Linked DNA regions of Sus scrofa: regions 1, 3 and 4 are each linked to region 2. The links are chromatin contacts, called in public HiChIP or PLAC-seq and promoter capture Hi-C maps. All regions are on one chromosome and are shown on one strand. The core of a region is the stretch at or near the end of the contact, and the rest is flanking DNA. Distances in the headings are between cores, read along the strand shown. Region 1 holds the start of CRADD (death domain-containing protein CRADD). Region 2 holds the start of LOC110260797. Region 3 holds the start of MRPL42 (39S ribosomal protein L42, mitochondrial). Region 4 holds the start of SOCS2 (suppressor of cytokine signaling 2).

Region 1 (3,045 bases), core at 483-2,982, 710 kb before region 2:
TCATGCCCTCTCTCACTCTCTTTTCTCTTTCGTGAGCTGACACAGAACTGACTGTTGGCTTCCTAGCTCCTCCTGGACATCATCAGCAACGTCTGCTTCTTTTTCCTGGGAGATCTCAAGCCTTTCCAAATACAACAAATCAGTAAGGCATTTTTTTTTTTTTTTTTTTTGTCTTTTTTCCATTTCTTGGGCCGCTCCCGTGGCATATGGAGGTTCCCAGGCTAGGGGTCAAATCGGGGCTGTAGCCGCCGGCCTACGCCAGAGCCACAGCAACATGGGATCCGAGCCGCGTCTGCGACCCACATAACAGCTCACAGCAACGCTGGATCCTTAACCCACTGAGCAAGGGTAGGGACCGAACCCGCAACCTCATGGTTCCTAGTCGGATTCCTTAACCACTGCGCCATGATGGGAACTCTAGGCATGTTTTAAAAATAGGTAGTTTTATATGGGTTTTTTTAGTTGGTGGTGTTAATAATTGTTTCAGCCTTATCATATGTTTGAAAATTATCAAATTTTACAGTTGGAAAAAATAATTTTTTTTCCTCCCCCCAAAGTCAGTAACCTCAGCTATTGGCATTGTCAGAAGAACTCTGCATTTTATCTGGAATGTTGCTAACACCTGTCCATAAACAGAAGGAGACTCTCTGAGAAAAGAACAGCAAAAGAACAAAAGAAGAAGAGGAGAGTGGAGACAATACCTGTTACTCAAGAGTATCAAGAGTAGAGGTGGCACCAATTATTTACTAGCATTTTTCTGTCATTAGAAGAGCAGACTTTTCACCATACAGGGATGTGAGATGTTCTCTATACTGGAAAGAGCATGAAATCAGACGGAGCGAATGAACTCAGGTTTTGCTATTTGTTAGCTGTGAGGTTTTGGTTAAGACACCTGACCACTTTGATTCCACAGTCCTCACATATGTAAAATGCTAATTATACTACTTTTCACCCAATGTAAAAATAGTGTCACTGGCATAGTAAAATGGCATATTGGTATAGTAACACTTTAAAGTGGTTACAAAAATTAGAACGTTTCAAAGAGGTTTAGAATTGCTTTCCATTTCTGATTCAGTTTGCCGATGTTTACTAGTCATTCTTCCATGTTCAGATCTTCAGTCTTTCTAATAATCGTGAAAGTCCTCAATGCCTCATGACAAATGCCTTTCTGTCCAGAACAGCTCGCGGATTGCTTTAATGAATTCCTACCTGATTGACTTGTAAACTCTTTGTGGGCAGACCCTTGTGATATAAAGGAATGACTGCAATTAGTGGGGGGTAGGGGTTGGGGATGGACTGGGAAACATGATAAACGAATGATTAAGTAAAAATTTTAGTAAGATGGTGATATGTGCTTCAGATAAAATGAAGCTGTAAGAGGGATGGGGAGGGCAGAAGGTGAATATTGCAATTTTAAAAGGCATGGTTGAGGAAGCTGCAATTTTATTTTATTTATTTTTTTAATTGTCTTTTTGCTTTTTCTGGGGCTGCTCCCTCGGCATATGTTGGTTCCCAGGCTAAGGGTGTAATCGGAGCTGTAGCCACCGTCCTAAGCCACAGCCAGAGTCACGCGGGATCCCAGCCGCCTCTGCGACCTACACCACAGGTCAGGGCAACGCCGGATCCTTAACCCGCTGAGCGAGGCCAGAGATCGAACCCTCAACCTCATGGTTCCCAGTCGGATTCCTTAGCCACTGCGCCACTACAGGAACTCCAGGAAGTTGCAAATTTAAATAAGAGTGATCAAGGAAGGTCTCCCTGATAAGGTAACTTTCGAAACCTGACTATCTATTACGTCAATTGAGTACAAAGCCCTGGTGGAGTTACTGTGTTAAAATACAATTATCCAGTGACTCCTTTCCTAAGCGAAGGTACGTTTTCCATCTCCAGAAGGTTTCAGTATTTACCCACAGCAAACATGGCGGAAAAGGCTTCATCCGAACACACTCGGGCCACCAATAAAGAGGGCCACAGCGCTTCCTGTGTTTGCCCTTAACAAAGATGGCTACAACACTTCCTGTTCAGGGCTCTTGCCTTCAACAAAGATGGTGCCCATGGTACAGGTTCCCTGACTGTCTGGATTCCGGTTGCAGTTTGTTCTGTTTTGTTTTTAAAGATACGTGTTTGCAGACGTAAGTAACAGGAAACCAGAACCCCCGTATCCATCTTTTCTCAAAGACCCCGCGTCGTGGCATCTGCAGCCTGGGCCCTGCAAGCCCCCCCACCGTCCCGCCCCGTGACTTGCTCGCGGCGTCCCCGAGCCCGCGGGGTCGGGGTGACGGGGTGACGCTCTCCCCTCGGGCTCCCCTGCAGACCATTCCCAGCACTCCCTTTTTAGTGGGTCAGGTTGCCTAGAAAATCTTTCGTAGTTCTTCCTGTTGTTAATGCCACAGAGCTTGAGCTGGCAGGGCAAGGAATAAAACGAAGTCCCAAACGAGTAGGAGTTGCCCAAAGTGCACACCGCCCTGCTTACCTGCCGCCCCTCGGGGTCGCCCGCTGTGGTGGTACTTTCTGTGGGTGTTGTGAAGCCCCGTCGGCCGCCCCGGCCTCCCCTCTCCGCCACTTACTCTCCTGGCTGGCCCTCTGTTCACTGCTGCAGTGGTCTTGGAAGCAAGCCATCAATGGCCTGTGGACATTTTTTTTTTTCTTTTAAAGGAAACAAACACACCCATTAAATATCCCATGCATGTGTGGCCGTGGCAGTGTTGTGATGGAGGTTTGGAATTCTTCCAGGGAAGGGCTGGAGTCTGTGATTAGGTGTAAGGTTTACTGTAGACTGGGCAGGAATGTTTAATGTTTTCCTTGAAGGCCTTTTCTCTTGGTGAAAAAGATTCTTAAACGTATGGTACCCCCACAGGTTTCTGGCCTCACCCCCACTGCGGATCAGGTTCGGCACATGCCCTGGGTCTAAAGGATACCCACATGGATATCAGCAGTTTCTGCCGTGATGGGGTTATCTCTGATGAAGGCAATGTTAAAATAAAAAGCACTGTTTCTTCTCAAGCATGCTAAAATGAAATGCTCCTCTGTTATCCTCAGAAAAAA
Region 2 (2,911 bases), core at 172-2,671:
GTAATTCGCTTTATTGCAGCGGTCTGAAGCCAAAATCATGGTATCTGCAGAGTATGCCTGTAATTGCCATACAAATAATATCATTAAGGGTTCAGTAAGTAGAGAAAGGGTGAGGATATTGACTACACTAAGGTTTAAACACCACCTGTGGACAATAAGGGTTTCAAATCTCCCAATGCTCTGTTACCTGATTTGATAAAACTCCTGAATACAACCATACTTCATCTCAAAGAAAGGAGAGCACCCCACATACTCCGACCCCCCAAAAATCAAAGGGTAACTCATATCCATTTGCAACTCTCTGGAGAGTCCTACACGACTCTGCAATTTAAAGCATTCTAATAATTCTAAACAAAATGAGTTTGAAATCACGGCTCAGTACAGAAAGTGAGTATGAACTGTAACCACCGAGAGGTTAAACCCATGAATTTACAGAATTCTGAATCTGGATAATTGTAGGCTAGCTACATTTAATTATATTCTAGTTGAATATTAGGCTTGTTTACAGAGATGTTGCTTGGTAACAGAAGCAGTGCTTTAACAACCTACTCAGTTTTAGACCTACCCAAGTGTTTTGTGCTCGAAGTCTGGACACATGAACTATACACTACACATGAGAAACTAAGTGCAAGTTTCTTGTTATCCTGGACAACTTCGAGGTTTTACTGAAACAATTTCATCACTACAACTAAGCTTTTACAATACCTGGAAGTGGGCATTTTTAGGAGGTAAGTAGCCATGTATTTTAGTCTTCGACACTAAGTATAGACCCAAGTGTCCACTCAAGCATGCACTCACATACTCTAACATCAGCTCTGTAGCGACGGCCAACGTCACTGTTAGAATCGTCTTCGGGGGCAATGAAAATGGTAGTAGCATCATTTTTTTTCACCACTGAATGTGGATACGTTCAGCCAGTTTTTAAGTTGGGTCTACGCAAGCACCACGCTGAAAAGCATTAAAGCTCCGTAAAGAGTTTCACGTGCATTTAACTGGCTGCAGAGCATTCGCACAGCCTACTTCTCTAACACTCGCTCCAACTGCTTTACGAAAATAGCAAAAGAAGAATTCAAGGGCAAGTTGTGAAGAAAAAAGACTCGAGCATTCTAAACCACGGACAAGGGGGCGTTACGTACCAGCTTCACCCACGGTCCTTGCAACGTGCGTGCAGCAATCTTAACAGTGACCGGTGTTGTGGCCGCACTCGCCAGGAGGACACCTCCACCGCTCCAGCCACAGGCACCCTCTACACTCTCCCCGCGGGGGCATCGGGGCCCCTGGAGGCGGCCCGGCACGCGGGGAGCTCGCCCCGCCCGCCACGCCTGGCGAGGTCTCGGCGGCCGCTCGCGGCGCAAGCTGAAGAGGAGGGACAGGAGGAGGAGCGCCGAGGGCGCCCGCCGGGCTCCGGACCCCGGGGGAAATGGGGGTTAGCCCAGGAGAGCGCCGAGGGCGGAGAGGGTGGCGGCCGCGGCGGCGGTGGAGAAAAGCCCCGCTCCTCCTCGGTGGACGCGACTTCTCAAGAGTGCGGGGCCGGGGCCAGAGCCGAAATCCAGCCAGGAAGCCACCCTCGGCCTGCCGCCCGCCGCCCCTCAAACCCGGCGGGGCGGAGTCTCTCGGGAGCTCTCCGGGCGCGCGAAGCAGGAAGTCCCGCCCCCACGCCGACGTCACGGACGCTGGCCGCGGCCGGAGGCGGTTAAGGGGAGGAGGGGAGCGGGCTGAGGCGGGAGCTGCGAGGGCCGCGCGGGAACGCCGCCGCTGGGCGGTACTCCGAGAGGGCTCTGGGGACCCGCAGAGATGCTCTGAGCTGAAGGAGCTGCACAGCTGGGGGCCGGCACTTGCTCCGGGGAGTCTGCGTGACGCGCGCGGTGGAGCGGGAAGCCGCTCTCCCTCGCCGCCTCCCCACGCCGCGTCTCGAGGGATTTCCCTCCGTTTCGCGCGTCTTCTTCCCTCTCCCGGCTCTCTCCGTCCTCTTTTCCTCCCTGAGGGCTCCTGCCGCCTCCCCCGCGTGCCTTCGTGCCGACCGTGCAGAGGTCATGGGTCCCGAGGTCTCCTGCCTGCACGCCGGCCGTGGCGCCTCGGCCCACGCGTGGGGAGCCGGCGCAGCCGGAGAGCAAACGGCCAGGTCAGGACCCGGCCTGGGCGCGAGTGCTTCCCGGCGCCTCCCGATCCAGACCCCACTCTGGGTACGTGGTGAACGACTTTAGGTTGCAAACTAGAGTTGGAAGACAGGGACGAGCTTTTGAGAGCCACAGTTCGATGCCGAGGGCTGAAAGAAGGTAGGAGTTCAGCCTTTCCGAGAGGGAGGTAGGAGATGGAGCTACCCTCCCTTCCCCCACGTTTGTCCCGAGCCTTGGTTGAGTTGTCTTACACCGTGTGACACAGCTTCTTCCCGCCGCCACCCCCCTCCTCCAGGGTGTCCAGGCTGTGTTAGGATGAGAAGGGCGACGGAGAGACGACCTTTTTTGTAGAAATGAGAGACGAGCAATTATATGGGACAGTGAGTTGGGTACTGGAGTATTGATGGATCTCCTAGATGAGGGAGATACCAGTGAACAGAATATAGAATACGGAAGCAATGCATGCGTGTTTAATATAATAATAGTAGCTCATAGCTGCCGAGCACTTACTGTTAACTACTGGAGCCCTTTTTCAGTTTCTCTTACTGAACTGTCTGTAAGATAGGTGCAATTACTATGATTTTTGCAACGTTACTCAAAGCCATTGGTAACGTTGGTATCAGTAAACCACATGTTACAGATCATTGGTCAGTGGGAAAAAGGTTATCTCAGGGATCACTAAACCCTGAGGTCAGGCTTTCCATGTTTCATTTACTAAATACCAGATGAATCAAGAATTTAAACGTAAAGAATGAAACATAAAAATACTATCAGGCAATGTAGGTGATTATAAT
Region 3 (3,239 bases), core at 274-2,773, 890 kb before region 2:
CAAACATGGCTGCTTTCTTTTCTGGTCTGAGCTTTGTGAACTTTTCTGGCTCCACTAAGTGAGTCTGTGTAGTGGTCTGCAGTCTTCACTCTCATCAAGATGGGTCCTGTGGAATTATCTTTTGTCGTCCCTCTTCCGCTTTGCACAGTGAATGTTTGACAAGTCCAGTTGATTGTTCATTCAAATGTGTTTCTCCTCTATCTCTTCCTACAGCATAGTCTGGAAAGACATCACGGGGTGGCTTTGAAGGATGGACAGTATTTGAAGGGACAGAGATGGGTCCTCACTGTGGGCTTTTACAGGAGCAAAGATGAGCAACAGAACCAAACTGAGGGTCTGTGGTAAGTGAGGAGAGACACCACAGCACTCCACATTTATTTTTCTTTATTGTGCATTTATATTTTCTTATTTTCAATATTAATCACTTCAAGACTAAGGTCCTTAAATGTTTGAGAGGTTTATCAACCCCCTTGATTACATGACAAAAGCTATGAATCCTTTTCAGAAAAATGTGTGTAAATCCGAATTTTGCTGATCATGGGGGAAAGATATTCCCAGGCTAAACCGTACCAGTCAATCACCTACTATCTTTTTTTTTTCTCCTTTGGCCTCCCTGAGTTATATGGATTCCTGGGCCAGGGATCATATCCGAACCACATGTGACCTATGCCACAGGTGGGGCAACATAGGATCTTTTAATCCACTGTGCTCGGCAGGGGATCAAACCTATGTCCTACCTCTTCAAAGACACTGCTAATCCCGTTTGCACCACAGTGGGAACTCCAATCATTTACTGTCTTGAATACCTGCAGTGTTACTTAACTGTTTTACTCATTCAGCAAATATTAGAAGCCTACAATGAGGCTAAACCAAGTTCTAGATGTTGGATTTATCTATCATATAGAAGGAAACAGATACCCGATCCTCCCTGCCTTCATGGATCTTGCCTTCTTGCATAATGGACAAACATTAAACAAGGAAACAAAGAATAACGTAGTCATATAATGGTAAATGTAATAAAAAAAGAAAGGAGGGCAATGGGACAAGGGCAGGTGAGGCTATTTTAATAAGGTGGTCCTCTCTTGAGATGATATTTGAGTAAGACCTTCACAGAGTAAGTCAGTAGTCACGAGAAGAGGTGTGAGAAGAGCTTTGCTGGCAATGAGAACAAAATGCAAAGGTCAGGGGGCCTTTACTTCCCTCTAAGATACAAGACAAGGTCCAGGATTTCTGCACAAGTCTTCCACCCATAATGAATAACCAGCAGAGTTCTTAGAACAGACAGCTGGGCTTTTAGGTCGAAAGGTCGCGCATTTCCCCACTTCAAACGTCAAATCTAACCCCGCCCCCTCTTCAGTTCGTCTCTGAAATGTCATTTCCCCCAGGAAATCTTAACTTATCCAAGGAGGGATCTACAGTCCCTCTAATTATTAGTATAAACTTTAAAAACAGTGCTTAGTACTTTCTAACAAGTAATTTCGGTTTTTTGAGTAACTCCGGTAATATCGCAGGCAAACTGCTGCAACTAAACGCGGGATCACGTTGCACCCGTAGCTCTTTTCGGCCGAGACTACATTTCCCAGAGTGCCCCGCGGGCCAGGAAGGAGCGTGGAGCCGGGTCTCCCGTGACCCCGGTGGAAGCAAGATGGCGGGCTCGTGGTGAGCAGAAGTCAAGGTAACTGCTTCCCCCCCACTCCTCCTCCCATTTAGGAATCCCTAGAAACTGGACAGGCCCAGGTTTATCGGCAGATGTCAGGTCTCCTACCTGTCGTTCGCAACAGGATAAATAAAGCCTCTGGCGTCACCAGACTCGGTCTGTCCGGCGGAAGGGCCCGCGTGTGGCTTCTTGTGGGGGCTCGCCTCCAGGTCGAAGGTGCTAAACCTCCATACCTCTGAGGCTCTCCGCAGCTTGGGCTTCAGGGTTGAATTCCGGGCCAAGGGAGTTATTCTCTGCATTGCTCTCTGGGGTGAATAATCTGACCTCTGGGTCTCGGACAGAAGGGACCTAATGTCCTTTAAGTTGTTCCTCGTTTCGTGGGCACAAGATAAGGGTTTGCGGTCCACCTATCAAGCAGCGCTAAAGTGGGAAGGTAAACCATTTGACCTCTCTGAGCCTCTATTCTTAATATTTAAAATGGAGATGACTACTTCACGGACCTGTGAAAGAGCATGTAATGAATAGGAAAATGGGTTGTAAACTGTAAAAAGCACACTGTAGGAACTCGGGTGGCACTGCTGATATACGCTCATCAATCAACCTGCATAATTTAGCAAATAAGACTGATAAAATACGATTTTATCACCATGCGGGTGTTGGGGGGGGTAAAGTCATCGAGGTCATTTGCAAACAAGGGATGTATGTCATTTATTCACAACAGCCCTGGTAGTTTTTGGTTGTTTTTCCCCATTTTACTGTGGAAGGAGCAGAGGGTTATTGCCCAAACTTGCCCAGTTTGTAAGTGATTGATTCTAAAATTATTGGAAGCAAGTTAAATTTTTTACTTTAGTTTCTTCATGAATGAAAATAAATATACCTCTTCCGATTAATATGAGAGCAAAATAAATGATGGTGGAAGCACCTTGGAAAGTTAAAGAACTTTGAAGAGACGAAATTGTATTTGGGACTTTATGTGTTTATATGCATTCTTCTAATATTTAATAAGTATTCAATAAGCCAAGGCTAGGCCTTCTCGTTTAACATTTCATTTAGTCAGAAACAGAATACCACCTTAAGAGGTGTAAGAAGATCTTGTGTATGGTACCTGGGAGGGTTGTACACAGACATAAGAGCTTTATGAAAGGAGAATTCCCAGTGTAGCCTGTGTGAGTGACTGTTTCTAAGAGTTATTTACACATTGGCTGAGCACTCATTGAATGGAAGGAACTACACTAGGTACTGAGAAATTAGCATTTAAGGAAAAGAGTAGTGGACATAATGCTGGGGTTTTTAATCTTATATTTTGAGGATGTTGCTCTTTGTCCTGTGTTGCATGGGAATGGAAAGTTGTTTATTTTTATTGTTATTTTTACAGCCACACCCGTGGCATATAGAAGTTTCCAGGCTAGGGGTCAAATCGGAGGGGTCAAAACAGCTGCCAGCCTACGCCACAGCCACAGCAGTGCACTGCAGCTCTCTGGCAACATCAGATCCTTAACCCACTGAGCGAGGCCAGGGATCAAACCTGCGTCCTCATGGATACTATTCGAGTTCTTAACCCACTGAGCCATGGTGGGAACTC
Region 4 (3,109 bases), core at 426-2,925, 810 kb before region 2:
TGGAAGCATGAGCCTTCTTGCCCGCCGCCACTGGCGCTGCGCGAGCCGCGGACAGTGCGTGCCGGGGCCCCGGGCGCACAGCCTAGGATCCCTCTCTCCGGCAGCTGGGGCGCCGAAGGAGCTTGGGCCGGGGCAGGCAGCAGGTATCGGTCTGGGGCGCACGAAGGCTCCGCCCCTAGGAGGGTTGGGGAGGGCATCGGGGCGCGGCTGCAAGCGCCCGGCAGCCTTGGCTTCCGCAGTTGGGAGCAGCTAGGGGGAGAGTCCTAGCTGCGGCTTTGCCCGGAGGCTGGGAGCTACTGCCTGCTTTCTCCGGTTCTTTCCTGGCGTCTGGAAGTCTCCAGAGGTTCCCCCCCCAACCTCCCGTAAACTGCCATCCAAATTAATAATCCTAATAACCTGATCTCCTGCTCCTCCCCACCCTCTCGCTCCCTCCCCGACTCCTTCCTCCCTCCCTCCTTTCCATCTCCTGGGTTGCGCCGGGGGGAAACCCAGCAGCTGCCCCGGGTCGGGGGTGTCCGAGCCTGGAGGGGGTGTTGGACCCTGGAGGGTCGAGGCGATGGTCCCCAGGGCTTATGTTTGCCCTCTGCGCCGAGAACTCCGGCCGCCCCCGCCGCCGAGCGCATGGCTCGTTACATCCCTAGGCATCTCGTTCCCAAATTAAAAGTCTACAGGGGAAACTCGGGCAGATACCCCTCCTCCCGGGCCCCTCCCGGCTCCCCCGCCCCAGGCCGGCTGGGGAGGCAGCCTGGTGCGGAGGCGGCGGCGGCGGCTGCCGAGGCGGAGGTAAGGGCTTGGCGTTTGTTGTCTAGCACGTCCTTCAGCGCTGGCTGCCGCCTGCTCTGCCGCGGCTCAGGTCGCGGCTCTGAGCCCCCGAGAGGGCTGCGCGCTCGGGCGGATTCCTCGACAGCGCCCGCGGCGGCAACGCAGCAGCAGCCGCATGGCCTTTGGAGCTGCAGCCACGGCGCCCCCCACCCCGACCCTAAGTGGGCGCCGGGAAGCTGGGGGAGGGGAGCGAGGCAGCCTCGGCCGCCGAGTCGCGGCGGCTCCCGCACCTCCGTGTCCCGGGCTGCCGGCTCTGCTCCAGGAGCCCCGCGGCGTCGTAGGGCGGGGAACTAGATTTGTGCTCGGCGCTTCCCCTTGGGGCTCCCCGCGGTGCAGAGTGTGAGATGGGAGCGCCAATTTGGGAACCTCTCCGGTTCTTTTAAATGTTTTCTACTTGTCCTTGACTAGGGCCTTGGCCTATTTACCACCGTAGCCGCAGGTGATTCTTTGCTCTTATAAATCTGCTAGTCTGCGAATTCAGCGAGCAGCCCTAGGCGGGAAAACACCCGGTCCCCACCCTCATCCTGTCCTCCCCCCCACCCCCCCAACTCTTGCGTCTCGAATCTTTGCTCTCTCTTTATCCTTTTTCTAGAACGGGCCAGGACAGTAACTGGTTGGGGTTAAATGGTGCAGGAGCACAGGCGCGGAGGAGTCCCCGGGATTTTCCACGTCCCTCCACCTACGCCCCAGCCGCAGGGGTCCGGTTCCGACTGACCCAACCCTCCACTTTCTCTTTGCAGGCAAACTGTGGGTGACCGCGCCTGCTGGGGACTTCACCATCCGTGCACTGGGACCCGGGGAAGAAGAACCAGAAGCTCCCCATCCCCTCCACCATTGCGGGGACTCCTCAGGGATTCGTTTTGGGGTTCTCACTGACTTCTAAGGACGCGTTGCCCCTCTCCGACCCCAGCTCAGGCGGCCACCTGTCTTTGCCACGGTGACCCTTCTCTCATGACCCTGCGGTGCCTCGAGCCCTCCGGGAATGGCGCGGAAGGGACGCAGAGCCAGTGGGGGACCTCGGGGTCGGCGGAGGAGCCGTCCCCAGAGGCGGCGCGACTGGCGAAAGCCCTGCGGGAGCTTAGTCACACAGGTAGGGATCGGATCGGCCGCGACGCGTGCGGGAAGGGGGTGCCTCCGCAAAGACACAGCGGATGGGGCTGTGCTGGCGAGGCTGGGAAGTGGGGCCGACTGGAGAAGCAGTAGATTGCCGTCCCCGCCCCTGGGCAGGGGCTCACGGGGAGGATGCCCACACGGCACTGAGTCCTTAGGAATGCGAAAAAAAAAGCGTGTTTCTCCAGGGACTCGAGAGGGCAAAGCGCGAGAAGGGCTCTTTGGAAATCGCCTCTTAGGGGCTAGAACCTCGGCTGTTTTTCCGCGGCTCTTTGGGGGGTCGGCACTAGGGCTCGGACCCTAGCCGGAGAAAGTGCCCGGCGCCTTTCCTGTGCACCGGGTGCGCGGGCGGCGAGTGGGCGCTGCGCTGCCCGAAGCTTCAGCTGCATCCGGCTCCCGGGCCCGGCAGCCGCTGCAGCCTGGAATCTTGGCCGCCAAGTTCAGGGACCGACAGATTGCCGCGCAGGCGGCTGCGGCAGAGCCGGAAAGGAGGAGGGTTGCGAAGCCTTCGACCAGAGTGGGCTTGCTTGTTTTAAGTGTAGTGGCTTTGAGCGGCTCCCTGTTGTCTCTCGGCATCTGAAAGAAGAAAAGATTGGAAAAAAAAAAAATCTGGCAAGCTAGCTCACTTTAAAATCTGGATCCTCAAAGCTTACGTTTGGGGCACAGTTGCAGTTTTGCTCTCGGGAGGAGAGGGAAAGTTTCCTTCACTTGAGGTTCCGGTCTTTCCGCGCAGGCCACGGGCTTTCCCTTCGCGGGAGGAACCAGCAAATTGCAGGTTTCCGAGCCTTTTTTTTTTTTTTTTTTTTTTGGGCGGCGGGGGTGGGGGGTGGAGGGGACGCGTGTTGGTCAGACTTTTAAAGTGCAGGCTGTCGCTAAGTCCATTTTAAGAACCTGATGGGCCCCGGGAGCTGAGCAGGCAGATCGAATCGAGAATGTTGGGGAGACCGACGGTTGTGATTGGGTTTGGATTAGGGCAAAGTCCAGGAGAGTTTATGCAAGACTGGAAACTTGAAGAAGTAATTATCAATTGTGCTTTCTCTCAATTTCTCAATGGCCGATAAGGTAGTTGTGGTCAAAGCAGCAAACAGAAGCTATGATACTTGAACTGCCCTTTGAAAACAAGTAAATAGAAGCACTTCCCAGACCTTTGGAAAGGGAGATGGACGCAGCCATTAAC

What was found. Promoter capture Hi-C pulls out the DNA fragments that hold promoters and counts their contacts. HiChIP or PLAC-seq counts read pairs in DNA pulled down with a chosen protein or histone mark.
Region 1: an H3K27ac HiChIP or PLAC-seq map of alveolar macrophages shows a contact between it and region 2. The contact joins the promoter of CRADD here to the promoter of LOC110260797 in region 2. A contact is called at or near these places in 2 of 2 datasets of contacts at active chromatin or transcription factors (alveolar macrophages and skeletal muscle).
Region 3: a promoter capture Hi-C map of liver shows a contact between it and region 2, with 5 times the contacts expected there. The contact joins the promoter of MRPL42 here to the promoter of LOC110260797 in region 2. A contact is called at or near these places in 1 of 5 promoter capture datasets (liver) and 2 of 2 datasets of contacts at active chromatin or transcription factors (alveolar macrophages and skeletal muscle).
Region 4: an H3K27ac HiChIP or PLAC-seq map of alveolar macrophages shows a contact between it and region 2. The contact joins the promoter of SOCS2 here to the promoter of LOC110260797 in region 2. A contact is called at or near these places in 1 of 47 Hi-C or Micro-C datasets (fibroblasts) and 2 of 2 datasets of contacts at active chromatin or transcription factors (alveolar macrophages and skeletal muscle).

What each region holds. Positions count from the first base shown.
Region 1 is chr5:89,479,101-89,482,145 of Sscrofa11.1, reverse strand. CRADD (death domain-containing protein CRADD) reads left to right here and starts at 1,732. Exons shown (of 5, transcript XM_021092769.1): 1 at 1,732-2,132. It overlaps LOC100738154 (a long non-coding RNA gene), which reads right to left and starts at 2,722. Exons shown (of 2, transcript XR_303634.3): 1 at 2,474-2,722.
Region 2 is chr5:88,769,419-88,772,329 of Sscrofa11.1, reverse strand. LOC110260797 reads left to right here and starts at 1,421. Exons shown (of 3, transcript XR_002344257.1): 1 at 1,421-2,183. CEP83 (centrosomal protein of 83 kDa) reads right to left here and starts at 1,624. Exons shown (of 18, transcript XM_021092763.1): 1 at 1,137-1,624.
Region 3 is chr5:89,660,059-89,663,297 of Sscrofa11.1, reverse strand. MRPL42 (39S ribosomal protein L42, mitochondrial) reads left to right here and starts at 1,523. Exons shown (of 6, transcript XM_013998085.2): 1 at 1,523-1,675.
Region 4 is chr5:89,583,035-89,586,143 of Sscrofa11.1, reverse strand. SOCS2 (suppressor of cytokine signaling 2) reads left to right here and starts at 1,675. Exons shown (of 2, transcript NM_001097461.1): 1 at 1,675-1,912. The coding sequence starts at 1,774.